Regions from separate parts of the Mus musculus genome. Here region 2 is linked to region 1. A link is a contact called in public HiChIP or PLAC-seq data. All regions are on one chromosome and are shown on one strand. The core of a region is the stretch at or near the end of the contact, and the rest is flanking DNA. Distances in the headings are between cores, read along the strand shown.

Region 1 (5,482 bases), core at 1,058-3,557:
AAAGACGTGCAAAAATGCTAAGACATTAACAGAAAGTATAAGAAAGTGTAAGAAGTTCTAACACTCCATAAACATGGGCAGGCACGCTTATGTCTTTCGATCTGCAGATCTGCAGCTCCAAGTCAACAAGACATTGGGGGCTCTTCGATATGTGTGGAATTAGTTCATATGTTCTAGTTTGGAATATTTCTGTATCTTTTTTTTTCTTGATTCCCATTAAATATGTATGCAATTGTGACACATTACTAGTCAGTTGTGACCTGCACGTATAAACAATATATATCCCAACCACATTCCAGGGGTCCTTGTTACTTGTGACTTGGAGTTCTATTTTGTACGTTCTTGATATTATTGATAAAAGAATTTTTTGAAAGATGTGGACTTGGGAAGTAAGCTCAAGGACCGTTTTAAGAGAGTTTGAGAGAAAGACTGCAGGATAAACAAAGTATGAAACCCAGACAACTGCTTGGGAGAAAGGAGAGAGAGGAGAAGAGTTTCGGAAAGCCACAGGTTTTGAGCTCAGGTCAGTAATGGCAGTCTCTAGGCCGCTGTAGAAAGAGCTAGTTATTGTTTAGAGGAAAAGCAGCGAGAGAGCCCAGAGGAAAAGAGTCCCTAGAGCTTGGGCCTGTATTCAAAGAAGAGGTGGGCAAGGAAAGGCTCCAGTCTGGTGTTAAGACTCAAAAAAGCAAGTGAGCTAGGTGCTACAGTAGCCTTGTAAACAGCCATCCCAGGGAGAGGATGCTGTGAGTGTAAGTATTGATTATTAGGGGATAGTCGGTCCTCTCAGCTCCTTTGCAAACCTACAGGGGAGGCAGCTTTCCTGAAGAATGGCCTCCTGGCCAGGTGACTGACAAAGCAAGTCACAAGAGACAACAGTATGTATGTAAGGTTCTGCTCTTGGGGCGTCAACCTGAATATCTTATTTCCAGCCATGGTCAGAAATAGAATTCAGATTCCATTCTTTTGACTAAGAGGAAGGTACCTCAAAAAAAGCCCCCAATAAGTCTACTTTTTCATATACTTAAAGGGAGGGAGGTTTCCACATGGAAAGAGGATATCTGTAATGGCCCCTAAGCTTGCTGATGTCTGTCTGTCTGTCTGCCTAATGATGTCAGTGCTTTCTGTACATGGTAGGTATTGGCCAGCCCATTGCCTTATAACACATTGAAAGTGCAATACATGGCTTTTAAATATCAAGATAGAATAAAAGTACTGACGGAAGTTTATACATGCACTTAAAATCATCAGTACTATATATAAATGAGAAGGTTTTTGTTCTCATGGTTACTCAGGGTACAGCACTGATAGGACTTAGAACAACCATTCTGATAGCAGTGAAATATATCATACTTGGTTCTGCTACTCCATTTATACTGTTGACATTAAGTTAAATATTATCTTTTGGTATTTAAATTAGGCATATATTCTCCCATGATAAACACATGAGTGTGATTACCTTATAAGTGAACTTTTGAGGAATGAGGGTGCGGTAGACATTCTCACATCTATCATCTACATGGCTGCATGTGTGCTCCCAGCTTATTCTGAATAAAAGTGGTATTCTCTGCTTGTTTAGTATTTGGGAACATCGCTTTGTGCTTTTTTAAAAAGATTTTATTTATTTATTTTATGTATATGATGAGTGCACTGTAACTATCTTCAGACACACTGGAAGAGGGCATCAGATCCCATTACAGATGTTTGTGAGCCACCATGTGGCTGCTTGGAGTTGAACTCAGGCCCTTTGGAAGAGCAGTCAGTGCTCTTAACTGCTGAGCCATCTCGCCAGCCCAGGTTGGTTGCAGTTTTACTTAGTATTATTGATACTGTTATTATTGGTTCTTATGTTGCAGCTTTACATAGTATTATTATTACTATCATTATCACTTTGTAATTCAGTGGGTCAAATCCAGGGCCTTGCATATCTCAGGCAAATACTCTAAAAGCTGAACTTGAGCCCCTATCATACTATAAATGAAGAATTTCTTCCTTGACTGCACTCCATTCTAAGTAGGGTCCCTTCTTGCACTTCCACTTCCCAAAGAATCCTGGGAAGAATTCTCCCCAGTTCCCTGGGTCCTGGGCCAGCACAGCTAGGCTTTCATTGTATAATTATTTACATAGTGGAGATATATTCACACACACACACACACACACACACACACACACACACACACGTCACATCTAGAAACAGAAACGCTTAGGAAAGGCAGTCTGTCTTCTTTCCCTTACAATCTGAACAGTTCTCAAACACCATGCTGGAGGGTGGGGGCGGGGGGTATGACTAAACCCACTGCAGTAATGAGCAACCTTCTTACCTTGTTATCCAGTCACCACCCACCCCACCCCACCTTCCCCACCCCCACCAGCTCCCTACAGGAACCACTTCCCTTTGGTAGCCTCCAGAGAGCTTGCTCAACTAACCAAAGCTTGGATTTGTGCTCTCCTTAGGCAGTGTTATTTATTCCTGGGAAGGTGAGATTAGGGTCCATTCTAACCTTCTCTTTCCTGTGCATCTCTAGTGCTTCTCACCGTTTGCAGCTTTTTTTGAGGCTGCTGCTTCTTCTCTGTCATGTCCTTCCCCCAGCAGAAGATGAGAGGAAATGGTAGTGTTTACACAGAGATGGAAAGCCTGTGCACTTGAGCCCTGAGGCTAGATCTGGCCTAGTGCTTCGGTTCAGCTGTTCCCAGGTGTTTTGACACAAGCAGTCAGAAAGCAAGTGTGTCCAAAGAGCAGCTTCCAGGGTCCTGGCTGCTCCCTGCTGCACCCTGCTGCTCCCTGGCATGTTTCTTCTTCTTTGGAAAGTTCTTACGGGGCTATGGTGCCACCAGCCCTTCCCTCAACCAAGTATTCTTCCCTGGAAGATCAGACTGTTTACAGCAAACTTTATCTTAATATAAAAGCACCCAGAAGGGGTGTTAACGAGGCTTTCAGTGGGAAAGCCACTGTAAAGAATGTGTCACAAGAAGACATTCTGATGAAGTTTAGTTCATGGTTTTTAGAATAGGGGGATTGTTGGGATTTCTATGGTTAGCCGAAAGTGAAATATCTTTCTTCGTTTCCTTAAACAAATTTCTCTTCTTGGATCTAGTAGGGAGCCTGAAGAGGCTCTGATCCTGTCCATTCTCTACCTGGGACATTAAAGGCAAGTGATGCTTGCATCTTATGGAACACTACTTCACATACTAAGTGATGTAGAGAGAATGGAGAGGATGTTCTTGCCAAAGATGTCAGTATCTTACTGTCAAATCTATCGCTTGTCATCACCAGTCTTGCTGAAAATATGTTTAGGAGCCAGGAGGAACAGCCTTCTCATGTAAAAGAAAACACACAAGATGAAAAATGAAGTCCTCTAAGCCAATGGTATTGACTTTACTGAGGGTAGCTTTTATGTCCTAGATAGAAGTGGAACATACATCAATTAGAGCTTAGGCAATACTTATCTGGTCAAGGGTAGTCGTTTGTTTTTCAATTAGTCATTGTTAAGTGGACACAGCCAAGCAGAACCTTCATAGCTCTAAGATTCTGGCTGGTGAATATCATAAGCTACACATAAGCATAACAGGATAATCAACACAATTCTCTTATCCTACAAGCCAGGCTGTAATATGTCAATGAAAGCACATTTTGAACTAAATTCGGGTAACTGGAAAACTGTTGTCATCAAGTATCCACTAACTATCATCTGCTTGGTTCTTACAAGTTTCATATCTGTGAACTGTCAGTCCCCTAGAGAGTACCATAGGGGTCTTACATGGAAATACATGTCATACTGCTGTGGCAACGTTCTTGAGACAAAAATAGCTACATAGTTTGGTAACATATAAGATTGTATTGGAGCCTCAGGTTTGGGACACTATTTAGATTTGTGTGCTCCTGTTCGTAGGCTACAAAGGTCTTGGTTTTAAATTAATAAACATTTCTTGAGTACAACTCAATTCACCCATGAAAATTATTTTTAATGATGATTATGCCAATTAACATTTAAGTAGAATAAAGATAGCAGTGGTTAGTACCCCTTGTGTAAATAGCTGTATTAAGTCCGGGCTCTACATTAAGGTACGTCTCATATAATAAATTACTCCTAAGATGGATAATGAGACTCACTTTCTGTCTTGTCCATGAAGTTTATGAACACATATATGTGCACACACATGGCACTGTGTATAATGTTGTAAGTTATTTTCAGCTGTATAACAAAGTTATAGACATTTTAGTAGTACAAAGAAAAAGTCACTCTAGTTATTGCCCTTTTAGGATAAAGACTGTACCAATGTGTATGCAATTTTCCAAAGTTAGCCAATGAATATAACAACATATGTGCTGGTAAATTTTCTCTATGTAAATAAGAAAGTACTCTGGGTGCTTCTGTTTTAGAAAAAAATCTCTTAGATATCTTTGTATTGCAGCATATGTAAGGTGGTTTTGTTTTTCAGTAGTATTCTATTTTGTACATACATCATGCTGTCTATAACAACTCATATTGATTAAATGTCCAATTTGTTTTATGCTAGATGTGTGTGATCATGTCCTAACTCTTATTTTTCACACATTGCATCTAATCAAAACTTTGATGTGCTCTCATTCATCAGACTACAAGGTCTTTTTGCTAGTTTACAGAGGGTCAAATTAACAAATATTTTAGGTCTGGAGTTTTAAAGATTCTGCCCTAGATATTCAAGTCTACCATCACTGTCTTAAAAAGCAGCCACTAAGCAATATATGCATTGATGATACAAGTTTCAATACAATCTTCACAAAGTAGCCACAGGCTTGGTAGAAGGGCAAGAGCTTGCTATCAGGACACCTGAGAACAATCGTTTGTTGATGAGTTGTGTAGATATGATGCCCTATCATGGCAATGATTGTGTCTTCTGTTCTCCTCTATGTTTGTACAAATCGATATATGCCTGTTGAATCAAGGAATTAATTCACAAAGAGGTGCAAAGTCAAGCAATTATTTTACCATTTGCTATCTCTAATGAGCCTGGTTGTTTTGTATCTGAAAATACTTGTATCAACTTCTGGTTAGTCATACCTTGTTCTCATATGCAGCTAGGTGTACAGATTTTATAGTTACGATGTTACTATTAATATTTTTTTATCAAGCGATATAAGAGAAATTCTGTAACAAAACCAAGGTTGTGCTTGCATTTCAAATGTTGCTGCTGGTCTGCTGGAAAAATCACAGAACGCCATGATGATATTACAGGTTTCACATGAAGTTTCTATTTATAATGTGTCCAACTTGTCTTTTGCTCACAATAAAAATCAAGTGAAATAACAGCTAAAATTACTCTCTTTTAGAATTGGAGGATGATTTTGTATTTAAAGACATTACTTTATAAATATATATTTGGAGGTATGTTGTGTTAAAGAAATAAGGCTAAATAAAGAAGCAATAATTTCTAGTGTTCAGTATTTTTTCTTCCTACCCCTCTTGCAACTATATTGAAATTATATCTATAAACATGTTATGTC
Region 2 (5,482 bases), core at 1,533-4,032, 580 kb after region 1:
TGGGAATATGGCGGGTGTGGGAAGGGGATGGGCAGAAATGAGTATACATGCATATTCCAGGACTTCTTATCATCAATAACTTTATTTTCCTAAATAATTTATATTTTAGTTTTAAATATGAAATGTACACACCATCCCATAATTGGACTCAATCCCAATAAGTGAATTGTGTCTTGTAGGTATTAGAATGTAAAAACTTCTATTTCTTCAATATCCTTCAATGAATAATATTGTTCATAATTGCATACATGTCCATGGAGTCCATTTGCTGGATATGTGATCTCAACTGGCTCCCACTCCAGGTCTGTGAATGAAAGCCCAACCCTTCTCACAGCGAGCCAGAGAAGCCCACTGCTGTTGCTCTGCTGCACTAGCAGCTTAGGCAGATGTTTGTACTTCAGACAACCAGGTGTTAAGTTCAGTCTCTTCAATGAATTAAAGCAACTCAGCATTTCAGTACCTCAACCAGTTTTGTATAGACAGAGGAAGGGAAATTTATAGTATGCCATTTTCTCATAAGCCAAATTATCTATCTATCTATCTATCTATCTATCTATCTATCTATCTATCTATCCATCCATCCATCCATCCATCTATTATCTTTCTTTCTCCCTTTTCTCCTTTTTCTCTCTCTCTCTCTCTCTCTCTCTCTCTCTCTCTTTCACTCTCCCCATCAATGACCTTGTTCCCATACTTTCAGAAAGTAACTTGCGAGATAGTTTTAAAAAAGAGAATGCAAGTACCCTCTGGAGTCATACTGGGCAAGTCCTTCTATTTATGTCTAACAAATGTAAGAACCAAACCCCTCCATAGGATTTGCTTGTTTTGGTTTTTCGAAGTCACTGTGTGACCCTGACTGGCTTGTAACTGTCTTTGTAGGCAAGAATGGCCTTGAACTCACAGAGATCCACTGACCTCTGCCTCCTTCGTGCTGGAATTAAAGGCGTGGGCCACCATCCCAACTGCTTCTCTGGGATTTTAGTGCAGAGATTGTCTTAGATTAGAGTAACAGCCAGAGAAGCAAACAATCTTATAAAGTAATATGCTAATATAAATATGTCCAAAGGTAATATTCTCATTCACTGGCCTAACCTCCTACAATCTCATGTGTTGTGCAACCCTAGAGTATTCCATGTCAACTAAGACAAGATCCCCACGTCACACGGTGAGCTGAGTGATTCAGCAGCTCTGACCTGTGAAGACAGTCCAACATTCCTACCTGCTGATCAGTGAGATTTGCATAGCCAGTGTCTACTGATGTGTCAGATTTCTCAGACTTCCTTCCAGGCCCCTTTCCCCTGAGCAAGGCTCTCTGTGGCCATTCCTTCTCTGTGCCCATCCATGAGCCTCAACTGTCTATAGGTTCAGGTGTTTGGATTAGAAATATCCTTTCTGCCTTCCTCCGTTCTCTTCTATGCATTAGTTACTTAACATCGTGTTGTAACAAAATACCTGACTAAACCACATAGGCAACATATAGGAAGAGTCAGCGGAGATACGGAAGGTGTGGTGAGACTCATGAAGGCAAGAGCGTGTGACTGGAACTCCTTCTGCCTCACATCTCATGGAGTAGAGGGGAAGAGCTGGTGCTCACGTGGCTTGTTGCTCTCACCCTTCTTAGCCGCCTGGCTGATGGTCTGATGCTGCTCACACTTCAGAAGGCTCCTGGCTCTTCCATCAGTTGTTTCCTAGAAGGCTCTCATAGACTAGCCTGAAGGTGCTGGGTGCTTTTGACAATCTCCATTAATAGCCATGTTCAGTTTCTTTTCTCAAGATTAAGGTCTCCCTGCCCCACTTGTATCCAGTGTGACTTGAATGCCCCCTTTTATTGTCCCATAGCCTATTCTCCTCCTTCCTTTTCTACTGTATGGTGCTAAAATTGTCATCGACGATGGGCTCTAGTCTCGCATTGGATAAGGGTCACACTCTTACACACTTCAAACTCTAATAAAGTTCATGGCACATAGTGTCTCATGAACGTTGAGTTATTGATGAGATTAGAAGTTAATAGACCTCAATCCATTTGCAAAATTCTACTAGAGCACTTGTCAACTTTAGGAGGAAAAAAAAATCATAGCTAGTGGCAAATAGGAAGAAAATTCATTAAAATGACACAACATCTTCACTTTGAACATATCTTTGAAGCCAGGGGTGAAAGTTTATATATTTGATAAGATTTAAAAATACTTCAAAACAATAAGTTGATTCCAGAAATATCCTAGGAAATGAGGGCAGCTTGCTCTTGGCTCTCAGGCTTCAACATGTTACATAGACATGCTGAGAGAAGCTAGGGCCTTCCTTCATGTGTTTCTCATCAGATAAAATGCAATAGAGCTAACCTGGACAGATCTTTCCCTGTAGCAGAGCCAAAGAATGACTAGCTCACATGGGAGGCAGAAGTCTACCTCCTCCTCCTCCGGACACCATCAATTCTCTCACTAGGAACAAAGGACATGTAAGTGAGGATTGGCTGAGGAGAAACTGGAATTAATTAAAAAGTCATGTTCGAGCATTTTCTCTTAGAAGCTGTCTGATGTATTTGTTTCAATTTAAAAGCAATCAGAATCAGCTGTGATCGCTCTGTAAGACTTTTTAAGAAGAGTTGCAAATGACACCCAAAGTTTGTGTTCTCTCTCTCTCTCTCTCTCTCTCTCTCTCTCTCTCTCTCTCTCTCTCTCTCTCTCTCTCTCTATCTGGTTTTTAGTAGTAGGCCGTAGGCCTCTCTAGGAATGACAACAGACTTATACTGACCTTTAGCCTCACAAATATTGACAAAGAAACTAGCTAGCATTTACAAAGTTTCATGTCCTGTAGCACAGATCTTTTTGCCTCTCAGTCAGTTGTGGGTAAGAGTAATGGGTCCAACATTTCCCAAGGAGGCTGAGTACAGCCTCTGGCCAACTGCTGTGGCTCCTAGCTGACGGCGCTTTTCCCTTTCAAAGACAAGCTGCTGCTTCAGCATCCTCTCCTGGAGTCCTTGGCAAGATTTCAGGCCATGTGTCAGGGGAACCCTTGCGCACATTACTATGACGGAAGCCAAGTGCTGGCCCACAAATATTGAGTATTACTTATACCCAGGAGAGTTGAAGCAGACGCCTGGGTATGGCACAGCTCAGGGTGCCTTGAAGAACACAGAATAACAGAACCCACCGATGTTTATTGTTACTCCACAGCTGCCTGTGACACAGCCCTTTTGCAGTCCACGTGGAGTTTAGCCAATAGCGTTTGGTGGGGCATTTTCCTCTCAGTAGCCCCTCAAATGAAGCAAGATTCGCACAGTTAAATAGAAAAGTTTTCATATATATTTTTAAGTAGGGCCACAGCATATACGACCCCCTAGGGGGCACTCTATTAATGAATGCAACCTGTGTTCTTGGTAAAGGCCACTATTAAACTGGTTCGCTGTGTTTGGCCAGCTAGCTGCCGATGGCATTTAGGTGTGTTGTTTGGTGGGGTGACTCAATTTCCTGTAGGATAGCTGGCAACTCCACATTGAATTCTCCCACTCGCCAGGGGAGGAGGGATAGAAAGGTCAGTTAGGCCTTGTCTTAGAACAGTGGGGTTTAAAATGCCTGAACTTGAAGACATAATAATGACCCTGAAAAACTGTAGCTTGTCACACTGTCTCAGTCCCGGAGTTTGAAAGAAGTAAATTCTAACGCGACAAACCCAGCATTGGTTTTATAAACGAAATTTGTTTATTCCGCCGTATGTAAATATTCTCTCAGCAGTATGTACAAATGCTGGAGGTTAATTTCATTCTTTAAATACATAGAGAGCATGTGGAACATTTTTGAACGTATGTATGTGACCTTACTTGATTTCTGATAGTCAAAATGGCTAAGCCATGACTTCAATATAAACTGGATCTTTGGCAACCAATTGCTCCTCACGTTGCTATACCACCCACTTAAAGGCAAAGCCCATGTCTAAGTGTCTTGAAACATTAAATTGAAACTTTCCGGAGTTACTGTTTCTCATAAAAAAAAAAAAGACTGAAATATAATACATAGAGCCATATTCTGCTAGGTCCGAGGTCTGAATTCTACTTCTGATTTCAGAAAGCTTTCATGAAGATCGCCAAGGTGGGGGTAGGAAGTATACGCCACACACTGGGAGGTCCCCTGGAACTCTTGCTTTCTCAGAGTCGGGTGGCAGAAGGCAGAGACATCAAGTCTTAAAGATGTGCAGAGAGGATGTTTGGCTTGGGATAACTAAAAAAAAAAAATGACAGGAGATGGATTCTACACAATAGCTATGCCTCTGACCGCACGGCATATACAAACTATGAACGTCTCACCTGGCTTTATGTTAATTTCCTCCTTCAATTTTCTGACTGCCTGTTTTACATAGAGAAGGGAGGAAAGCAGAAACACCGGAACTGTATAAGAAACAGACCACCATGGCGTCCAGTCAGTGCTCCACTTACATATGGAATGGATTCAGTATTTTGAAATATTAAACTAGTGTTTCAGCGCTCTAGGTTGTGGGGCCACAAAGGACTCTCCATGTTTGCGCATCTTTCTTTTACAGAGCCAACTTGTAATATTTTGCAGTTTTGTGATCAGGAAAAACCAAACAGATAAACTATTTAACACTTACCTTGTACAGTTATCTTTAAGATCGTCTCCATTGTTAAAGAAAGAAACATCAACTTTAAATTTCAATTCAGGAGGTTTAAGGAATTGCTGACTTAAGGTCTCTTTAGAGATTAGTGAAGAGGGGACGCACAATTAGAGGCAAATTTCAATACTCAGCAGTCAAAATGACGAGCATACAGTTCAATAATGTCAGAGAAGGACAAGCCAAGAAGCAAGTCTCACACACTCTAAAAGTTACTGAAATTTTTACAAATGTAAGGAAATCTCAGAATCCTGAGATTCAACCCACCGCATTCTTTGTCCCGCCTGATAATTAATGGAGCCTACATTGGGGCAGAACTTCTTTCCCCCACAATACTGTAGATCAGAAGGGGAAAAGGAGAACCCCACCACTTCACATAAGGCTTTTCCTTTCTCCTGCCAGTTTTGTAGGCTAGACCCCTGGGGTTTCAACTTTTCTCTTTCTGAAATAAGATTGCTGTTCAGTTTCGGAACTGACCGGCTTAGGGAAAGTGGCCAAGTTCCCTGCGTCAGCTTTTATCAGCAGAACCCATTGCCCCATAGTTCTGACAGTCCATTTCGTCCATAGTGGGCAGAAAACAGACTACTAGACTTTCTGTCTTGAGCCCCAAGTCTAGGGTGTTCTTGTGTTTTCTGCAGAGGAGACACCCCAGCAGGGCATGTGTAAATTCCCCTTGCTCCTTGGTTCGTTCCCATTGCTGTTCCTTTAAGGTAGCTCTAGGGTAATTCTGAAGGTGAAATGTAGCCTGTTGTCACATTCTAAGGCATTCTGTCCCCACAACATTATGGTTTGTCTGTTTACATCTAACCCAAATTTTAGAGGGGTTGGCTGGATACTGACAGTCTGTCCCCAGTAGAGA

Evidence for each region. HiChIP or PLAC-seq counts read pairs in DNA pulled down with a chosen protein or histone mark.
Region 2: a contact with region 1 is called in an HNF4G HiChIP or PLAC-seq map of pancreatic cancer cells. The contact joins two enhancer-like sites. A contact is called at or near these places in 2 of 115 datasets of contacts at active chromatin or transcription factors (astrocytes and pancreatic cancer cells).

What each region holds. Positions count from the first base shown.
Region 1 is chr13:109,316,499-109,321,980 of GRCm38.p6, forward strand. The region is part of intron 3 of Pde4d (phosphodiesterase 4D, cAMP specific); the gene reads left to right. Among named protein-coding and RNA genes, the nearest start is that of Mir582, 5.5 kb to the right of the region's middle. Within about 2 kb of position 2,308, at least 9 of the 459 cell types and tissues checked have an H3K27ac peak or open chromatin away from gene starts, as enhancers often do. A contact at or near this core is called in pancreatic cancer cells, where this site is marked.
Region 2 is chr13:109,896,864-109,902,345 of GRCm38.p6, forward strand. The region is part of intron 7 of Pde4d (phosphodiesterase 4D, cAMP specific); the gene reads left to right. Among named protein-coding and RNA genes, the nearest start is that of Mir1904, 4.2 kb to the right of the region's middle. Within about 2 kb of position 2,783, at least 22 of the 459 cell types and tissues checked have an H3K27ac peak or open chromatin away from gene starts, as enhancers often do. A contact at or near this core is called in pancreatic cancer cells, where this site is marked.